Regions from separate parts of the Macaca mulatta genome. Here region 1 is linked to region 2. The links are chromatin contacts, called in public Hi-C maps. All regions are on one chromosome and are shown on one strand. The core of a region is the stretch at or near the end of the contact, and the rest is flanking DNA. Distances in the headings are between cores, read along the strand shown.

Region 1 (4,754 bases), core at 1,613-4,112, 930 kb before region 2:
TGACAGTTACCAAATTTTCTTCTTGGTGCATAGTCAGTAGCCAGAGGTTATAAATCTAATTCTCTCTCATTCAAGCCATTTACTGTGCAACCTCAATTAATGTAACATTTTTTGCTTCGGTTTTTTCATCTGTAAAACAGCGATAGCAAAACATATCTCATTAGGCTGTTGAATTAGTCAAACAGGAAATCACACAAAGTGCTTAACATGGTATGTGGCATATAGTTCAACAATAGCCATTAAAATTAACCATACATTTTTTTTCTTTTTTTGAGGGGGGGCTCAAGCGCTCTTCCTACCTCAGCCTCCCTAACAGCTGTGACTGTTGGCATGCACAACCCTGGTCCACTGTTTAATTTATTGTAGCGACGAGGTCTGACTACATTACCCAGGATGGTCTCCAACTCATGGGCTCAAGCTATCTGCCCATCTCAGCCTCCCAAAGAACTGGGATTAGAGGTGTGAGCCACTTGTGCCTAGCCGGCTATACATTTTTTTTTTTTTTTTTTTTTGAGACAAATTCTCTTTTGCCCAGACTGGAGTGAAGTGGCGTGATCTTGGCTCACTGCCACTTCTGCCCCCCCGGGTTCAAGCGATTCTCATGCGTCAGCCTCCCGAGTAGCTGGGATTATAGGCGCCCACCACCACACCCAGCTAACTTCTGCATTTTTAGTAGATACTAACATGGTTTCGCCATGTTGGCCAGGGTTGGTCTCAAACTCCTGACCTCAGGTGATCCACCTGTCTCGGCCTCCCAAAGTGCTGGGGTTACAGGTGTGAGCCACCGCGCTCAGCCATATACATTTTTTGTTGTTGTTTGAGACGGAGTCTCGCTCCGTCGCCCAGGCGGGAGTGCAGTGGCACGATCTCAGCTCACTGGAACCTCTGCCTCCCGGGTTCACGCCATTCTCCTGCCTCAGCCTCCTGAATACCTGGGACTATAGGTGCCCACCACCATGCCTGGCTAATTTTTTGTATTTTTAGTAGAGACAGGATTTCACCATGTTAGCCAGGTTGGTCTCGATCTCCTGATCTTGTGATCCGCCCACCTCGGCCTCCCAAAGTGCTGGGATTACAGGCGTGAGCCACTGCACCCAGCTAGCCAGATACATTTTTATTAAAATCGTTCAGTAGGTTCCAGAGGGAGACTTCCTCTTGACAGTCATCAAATACAAATACAGAACTTATATTATTTTGTCTGTAGGATTTCCATAATTTTCCACCCAACATATTGAATGACTGAATGAATGCAAGCTTAGGAATGTTAAGTCAAGATACTAAATATATATATAGATAAATAGATAGATACTAAAAATATGTATATACATATATATTTTGAGACAGAATTTCGCTCTTGTTGCCCAGGCTGGAGTGTAATGGCACTATCTTGGTTCACTGCAACCTCCACCTCCCAGGTTCAAGTGATTCTCCTGCCTCAGCCTCCCGAGTAGCTGGGATTACAGGCATGCGTCACCATGCCCAGCTAATTTTGTATTTTTAGTAGAGACTGGTTTTCACCATGTTGGTCATGCTGGTCTCGAACTCCTGACTTCAGGTGATCCTCCCGTCCTGGCCTCCCAAAGCGCTGGGATTGCATGTGTGAGCCACCGCACCCGGTAAGATACTAAATTTTAAAACACATCTTGCTGAGGCCAGACAAAAAAAAAACCCATACACTAAACTAGCCAGGCATGGTGGTGTGTGCCTATAGTTTCATCCACTCTGATTGCAGCACCACAGCACTCCAGCCTGCAGAGAGCGGCCTTGTTTCTAAAAATAACAAAACAAAAAACACCACACACATCTTGCTGAAAATGTATCAGAAATTGCTAGAGTTAGTGCAAGTTTACACTTGAAAATACTCAAAGACATCAACGATCCCCTCTCCCTCAGGCTGAAAGCGCCTTTCGTGCTCAACTTTGCTAAAAGTTTGGTCTTAGATTAGAGCTTAGATCTCTTTTGACTGGCAAGGAACCCAACTGACATTTGAAAGTGAATTGACAGCATCGAGTTGCCACTGAAAATTAAAGGAGACGGGAGATAGAACGTTATGAACTGAAAGGAACTGGAGAATCTAGTCCACAACCCTCATTTGATAAAATGCCAAGGGTACAAGAGATGAGGTGACCTGTCCAAGATTAGAGAATTGTGCCTGAGTCTTAAAAGCTCAAACCTCTACAAAGATGTGCATTTGACCGAAACGCTAAAATCACACCCCCAAATCACTCCCCACAAGGGGAATTCTTAAAAACGGTTCAAGAAGTTTACCTGCAAAGACTTCCCTCTTAAATTACAGGATGAAACGCTTTTCATAATTTTTAAATTAAACCAATGCAAAAGGGCGCTTATTACTTTGAGAACCAAGCACTTTGGCAAATACTCTCGGACTAACTTCACTCCCGTGGAGAAACTGGTGATCATGGATCAGGAAAATCAATGGGGGTCTAGGCAGGAGAGGCTGCAGATCGCCCAGGTATCAGGGAAAACAAGCTCGGCGCGTCCGACAGCGTGAAAAGAGTTGACAGGTCTACTCATATATCCGACTACGCTTCCGCTTCTTTGTTTTCCCGCTCTTTTGTATCCCCCCAGCAAGGAGAGCTTCCCACAGCCCGGATTCCCCGACTGAAGGCTCCCACTCTCCCTAGATCCTCCATGAAAAACAAGAGGCTCGGCCCCGCACCTCCTCGCCGCAGAGCCGTTCGTATACAGCCTCCAGCTCCTGCAGCTCTGTCAAGGAGCGAATGAGCTCAGCGGAGATTTCGGAGCAGCGGCCACCTCCCACCCCCTCAGACGGCGGCTGCACCCCTGATAACTTCGGAGGCGAATCAAGGTCCGCCATCTTGGTCCGCATTAGGCACTTCCGGTCCCTCGAGGCCCCCTCTTCGTTGGCGCCTCTTTGGGGCAGCCCACAGAAGTGCCCAATGAACTCCTGTGTTTTTTTTAAAAAGTCTACTTCTAAAAACCTATTAATTTTCTGTTCTCCTGGAAAAAGCAAAGCAATAAAGCATGTTTAAATAATTTTTAATGCGGTGTGGAAGCAAGACGGAAGCATTTTTTAAAAATTATATATATTCTTCAGGCGCGGGTTGGGTGTCTTTTTCCGCCGCGCGCCACCGGAATGCCCCTGTCTTGCGGTCTAATGGCGGACGCCAGTATGTTGGAGTCAGTGGTGGCTTAAGTTTTGAAGGGAGGTAGCATCCGTCGGATATCCACACCATCCTTCTCGCTGCAGGGTAAAAAAACAGCCTGGAGACTTCCCCGGGCTCGGGGAGGCGGAGAGCGGCGATATGGAAGGGGGGCCCGAGACTTTGGCGGGGGTCACGGGCAGTCTAGGCCCGAGAGGTCCGAGGTTGGGGACCAGGAGGAGGTGCAGAGGAATGGTTGGGGCGCGAAAACGGCTTCCTGCAATCATCTGTCGCTTCCATCCACAGGGTGGGAACATGTCCTAGCTCAAAATAGGGCTCATGGAGATTGCTTTTAACGTCTGGGGTCTCTGATACGGGGGAGATGTGACAAGCAGCGGGAGGCATGGATGTCCCCCTCTGGGTAGAGTAAATGGTACACCGATGGGAAGATGGAATGATGGAGCATGTTAAAAGCGTAAATAACGGAAACAGTCTTCAGAGCCAAGACTCCAGTTTGAATTTGTATTTTGGTAGTTGGGCAACTTGTCTCCTCCCCTGAGCCTCTCTTTTCTCATTTGCGAAATGGAGGATAGAGTTTAAATGCGATGATGTCTCCTTGGAGGATGGAGAAGATGCAGTGAGCAGTCATACAAGCTTTTTGTAATAATGGTAAACAGAGGTGGGGGAAGTTTTTTGTTTTGTTTTGTTTTGTTTTTGAGACGGAGTCTTGCTCTGTCGCCCGGTCTGGAGTGCAGTGGCGCGATCTCGGCTTACTGCATCTCTGCCCCCCGGGTTCCAGCTATTCTCCTGCCTCAGCCTCCCGAGTAGACTACCTGGGATTACAGGCGCGTGCCACCACGCCCGGCTGATTTTTTTTTTTTTTTTTTTTTTTTTGAGACGGAGTCGGTCTTTGTCATCCAGGCTGGAGTGCAGTGGCATGATCTCGGCTCACTGCAAGCTCTGCTTCCCGGGTTCACGCAATTCTCCTGCCTCAGCCTCCCAAGTAGCTGGGGCCACCGCGCCCGGCTAATTTTTTTGTATTTTTAGTAGAGACGGGGTTTCACCGTGTTAGCCAGGATAGTCTTGATCTCCTGACCTCGTGATCCACCCACCTCGGCCTCCCAAAGTGCTGGGATTACAAGCGTGAGCCACCGCGCCCAGCCGATTTTTGTATTTTTAGTAGAGACGGGGTTTCACCATGGTGGCCAGGCTGGTCTCGAACTCCTGACCTCAGGCGATCCAGCCACCTAGGCCTCCTAAAGTGCTGGGATTACAGGCGTGAGCCACCGCCCCCAGCCCAGACGTGGGGAAGTTTTAAAGCTTACCAAATTTATCTGGTATATATTTTTTGTTTGTTTGCTTTGTTTTTGAGACGAAGTTTCGCTGTCGCCCAGGCTGGAGTGCAGTGGGGTGATCTCGGCTTATTGCAGCCTCTGCCTCCCGGGTTCTAGCTGTTCTCGCGCCTCTCAGCCTCCCCAGTAGCTGGGATTAAAGTCGTGTGCCACCACGCCCGGCTAGTTTTTGCATTTTTAGTAGAGGGGTTTTCACCGTTTTGGCCAGGTTGGTCTCGAACTCCTGATCTCAAGTGACCCATCTGCCTCGGCTTCCCAAAGTGCTGGGATTACAGGC
Region 2 (4,875 bases), core at 1,800-4,299:
GCTTCTAGAATTAAACTGCTGCTGGGTAGCTCTTTTAGCTCATCTTTATAGCTCCAAGACAATCTGTAACAGCTTCTGCCAACCAAGCCTCATGCTTCTTGGGTTTTTTTTCTTTTGGTTTCGGTTCTCTCTCTCTCTCTCTTTTTTTTTTGTTGTTCTTTTTTGAACAGAAAAGAATAGGGTTTTTGACAGTGTCTCACTCTGTCACCCAGGTTGGAGTGCAGTGGCACAATCTCAGCTCACTGCAGCCTCGACCTCCCAGCTCAGGTGATCCTCCCGCCTCAGCCTCCTGAGTAGCTGGGACTATAGGTACACACCACCATGCCTGGCTAATCTTTGTATTTTCTGTAGAGACAGGGTTTTGCCACGTTCCCCAGGCTGGTCTCAAACTCCTGGGCTCAGGGGTTTTCCTACTGTTTTGGCCCTAAGACTTGCCAGAATCACCTTTATCCACCTCCCACCACCCCTCATTTCCTTCAAATCAGACCTCCATAAAGCTGACCTCAGGAATCCACTGCTCACCTGGTGTCGAGTTTTCAGAGGTATGGCTGCCATGACCTGGGCTCCCTCTAGCAGGCAAAGGCTGAAGGAAGAAACAGAGAGAACCAACAGTGAGCTCAGCCCAGTAAAATGCTCTCTTTAAAGCAATAAATCTGCCAATAACAAGCAGCAATCACTTACTAAATGCTCACAGGGTAAGTGGTGTATAAATATGTACTTTTTAATCCACATCATACCATGAGGTTTTTAATTCTGAGGAAAAAGATTTTGAAAGAATAAATAACTTGTCCTAGGACACCAGAGCATGTCCTCACCAACACCAAGCTAAATGAAGAGCAGAACAAGCAAAAGACACCAATAAACTCAGAGCAAAACCTAACAAGAAGAATCTCAGACCTCTATTTTTAAAATTAATTTGACTGAGAACATAAAAGGTTAAAAACAGCAAGTATCATGTTTTTGGATGAAAAATACATATTCTCTTATTTAGTCCTCACAACAATCTTTTGAACCTTTAATTTTTCCCAAATGAGAAGACAAGGCTAACAGAATAATTTCTTCTACCAAGATCACTCAGCTGGTGAATGGATGAACTCAGATCCCACACTAGATCTACCAGGCTTCAAAGGTCATGTTTTTGTTTGTTTCTTTGTTTGTTTTTTGAGACAAGAGTCTTGCTGTCACCTGGGCTAGAGTGCAATGGCGCGATCTCAGCTCACTGTAACCACTGCTTCCCGGGTTCAAGCAATTCTCCTACCTCAGCCTCCCAAGTAGCTGGGATTACAAGCATGTGCTGCCACACCTGGCTCATTTTTGTAATTTTAGTAGAGATGGGGTTTCATCATGTTGCCCAGGCTAGTCCTCAAACTACCAGCCTCAAGCGATCCGCCCACCTCAGTCTCCCAAAGTGATGGGATTACAGGCATGAGGCACCACACCCCATCAAGTCATGTCTTTAATAACTATACTAAATTCTGTCCAATAGTAATCCTAACAGGAATGCTTTTAGAAGCTGGCAAAATGATTTTAAGGTTAATATAAAATAATAGACAAGAATAGCCAAGAAAATTCAGGAAAAAAATCTCAGAGTAAGTCTTCCTTTACTTGGACCTGGAGCAGGCATCTTTTTTGTTCACTGCCCCATTCAAGGGCTGTGAAAACCAGAAACTGATTACCAAAGGACCCTGAAGGGCCACCTCAACACACTAAGACATCTGGGTTATTGTTTTAACTATATCATCTCTTACAGACACTTTGTATTCTAAACAGCAATATTCTATAAAAAGCCATTATCTTCCCTACAGGGACTCAATGCATGATGCTGTTTTCTGTGAGCCTCATCTTGTACTACCCTCCTCTTTTCCCTTAGTTTAGTTACAATGGCCTTGTTTCCTCTATGCTAACTCAAGACCTTCATACCTGCTGTTTCTTCTGTATGAACTACTCTTCTCCAACCTCAGAACCATTGTAACTGAGATTCTCCGCCTGCCATTCTCTCCAGTAATCTAGCCACCCTTCATCTTCGCATCATGATCTCTCTACAGACCAGGTCAGGTGCCCTTGTTAAACGCTCCACTCATGCCGTATTCCTTTTCCTATATGCCACTTAACCCAGTTTGAAATTATATATTGATTTGTGCTTTCTTCATTCAACAAATATTTATCTCATACATATTTCATACAAGGCCACGTGTGACACACGAGATGAAGTAGAGAGAAGGGGCACAACCCCGTCCCGCACAGAGCTTAGTCTAAAGGAAACACACATTAATCAAGATTATCTCAAATAACTTTTAAGTTCACAACTTATCACTGCCAGGGGAAACTAACCTGGATGGGAAAGCTTAAGAATATAAATTAACTAAGGTATGAAGGAAATCTTTACAAAATAACAGCATACGCAAAATCATGTTCTAGAAGTCAAGGATCAAGAAGACTGTAGTAGCAGTCAAGGGAGAGTGTGCTGCTAGATGTTGCTGAAGAAGTCACAAGGGACAAAGCCACGCTTTGCGCAAGTCAAGAACTTGGTCTTCGATCTACATGCACTAAGTCACGGGCAGGTGGAGTGAAATGACCAGATTTGATTAATATATGACTTTCCCATTGGGCGGAAAGCTTCCTGGGGGCGGGGCCCACGCCCTGCCTCATTCACCGCTGCATCCCCGGAATCTAGAGCAGCAACTGGCACATTGCTGCTCAGCAAGCAGCTGTGGCCCAATGAGCAGATGGGTTTGGACGGCGTCGAGAACACAGGCATCCCTTCAATCCAGCCACCCATATCCACAGCCTACATTTCCCAAGGCGCCGACGCGGGCGAGGGGGAGCGAAGGCATCAGATGGAGACCGGGACGGGCCGCGAGCAGCCTCCGCTGCCGGGACCTGGAGGGGCCGCCCTGTCTCCCTCCACTGAGGCATCAGGGACGAAGCCGACTGCCTTCTCTACAGGTGAAGTGCCTGAGCCTAACAAGGACTCCTGGGCGACAAATCCCAACACTCACCTCAGGAAAAACAGAAAGCGGTCCGTGAACGGAAGTGCGTCACTACGTTTGCCTTGCACCCAGCCTCACACGCGTCCTCTCTAGGATGCCGCAGCGCTCTTCTCAGTGGTTGTGTGCTTTTACCCCCCAGGAGGAGTTTCACCCCCGGGGATCCTCAGAGACCTTGAATAGGAAAGAAAGTATATCATTGTTTTCGCTAATCTCTAACCGAAATTTAGCATTTTCTTCTGTTATATGTTGGCAACAAACTACAGTAGTATCGGCCGCACATGTGACTGTCACCGATAGAAATCACAGATATTTTCATATCACATTACAGTTGATGCAGATCTCAGAATATGGCTATTCTCGTCACTAATTTGAAATTATTCTTGTTGTTAGAGGCCCACCTTTAAGTCTTGTCATTTCATTTCATCACATTGGTAAAGATGCACTTACATTTCTGTATCACAAATTCTAAAAAACTGTTTAATTGTATTTTCATTGGTTTTGAAGGTGTCATCAGATTGCCAAAGGGAAGTTGGACAAAAAAGCTGCCCTCCTTAGAGGTAAAGACCCAGACACGTTAAGAAAGACCAGGTCAGTGGGCCGGGCACGGTGGCTCAGCCTGTAGTCCCAGCACTTTGGGAGGCCAAGGCCAGCAGATCACCTGAGGTCAGGAGTTTGAGACCAGCCTGGTCAACGTGGTGAAATCCCGCCTCTACTAAAAATACAAAAATTAGCCGGGCGTAATGGTGGGCGCTTGTAATCCCAGCTACTTGGGAGGCTGAGCCAGGAGAATTGCTTGAACCTGGGAGGTGGAGGTTGCAGGGAGGTGGAGGTTGCAGTGAGCTGAGATTGCGCCATTGCACTCCAGCCTGGGCGATAAGAGCGAAACTCCATCTCCAAAAAAAAAAGAAAGAAAGAAAGACCAGGTCTGAAGAGGGATATATTAAGTAACTATTTAGGAAGTGAAAACGGTGGACATTTTTTTAAATGACTGAATACAAGGCAGCCAGAGAAATTTGTGATGGCCATGAATTTTGGATTACCTGATAGATGAAGGTGCCATTAGCTGAGATCAGGAATTGAAGAAGAGGAGCTGGTTTCAGACAAGAAAGGGAAAGAATTTAGTTTTAGAAATACTGAACACACACACCTGCCTTATTAACATTTAATTCACACACCATACAATTCATCCATGCAGAGTATAAAATGAAGTAGGTTTCAGTATGTTCACAGACTTGTGCAAGCATCACCACAATCCATTTCAGGACACTTTCATCTCCCCAAAGGATACCGCATAACCATCAGCAGTCACTGTTCACTTTCCCTCTGGTAAGCAGAATGGCGTTTTGTTCTCCTCAAAAATGTCTATGTCCTGATCTCTAGAACCTGTGAGTATGTTAGGTTACATGACAAAGGGAAATTGAGGTGCAGGTGGAATTAAAGTTGCTAGTCAGCCAACTTTAAGATTATCTTGGGGCTAGGAACAGTGGCTCACATCTGTAATCCCAGCACTGTGGGAGGCCCAGGTGGGCAGATCACTTGAGCCTGGGAGTTCAAACCAGCCTGGGCAACATGACAAAACCTTGTCTCTACCAAAAAAAAAAAAAAAAAATCCAAAAAGGAACAAAAATTGACCAGGTGTGGGCACATGCCTGCAGTCCCAGCTACTAGCTGAGTTGGGAGGATCACTTGAGCCTGGGAGGTCAAGACTGCAGTGAGCCTTGATTGAGCCACTTCACTCCAGCCTGGGCATCAAAGCGAGACCCTGTCTTAAAAAAAAATGATTATCTTGGATTATTCAGGTGGGTCCAGAGTAATCGTAAGAGTTCTTGAATGTGAAAGAGGGAATTGAAAGAGAACCACAAAGATGACAGCACAGGAAGGACTT

What was found. Hi-C and Micro-C count contacts between places; a contact is called where the count stands out from the background.
Region 1: a Hi-C map of fetal cortex germinal zone shows a contact between it and region 2, with 2.5 times the contacts expected there. The contact joins the promoter of COG4 here to the promoter of ZNF19 in region 2. A contact is called at or near these places in 2 of 14 Hi-C or Micro-C datasets (fetal cortex germinal zone and fetal cortical plate).

The regions. Positions count from the first base shown.
Region 1 is chr20:69,330,150-69,334,903 of T2T-MMU8v2.0, reverse strand. COG4 (component of oligomeric golgi complex 4) reads right to left here and starts at 2,862. Exons shown (of 20, transcript XM_077984632.1): 1 at 2,681-2,862. It overlaps SF3B3 (splicing factor 3b subunit 3), which reads left to right and starts at 3,121. Exons shown (of 26, transcript XR_013411154.1): 1 at 3,121-3,233.
Region 2 is chr20:68,395,930-68,400,804 of T2T-MMU8v2.0, reverse strand. ZNF19 (zinc finger protein 19) reads right to left here and starts at 3,049. Exons shown (of 4, transcript XM_077984539.1): 1 at 3,000-3,049; 2 at 523-583.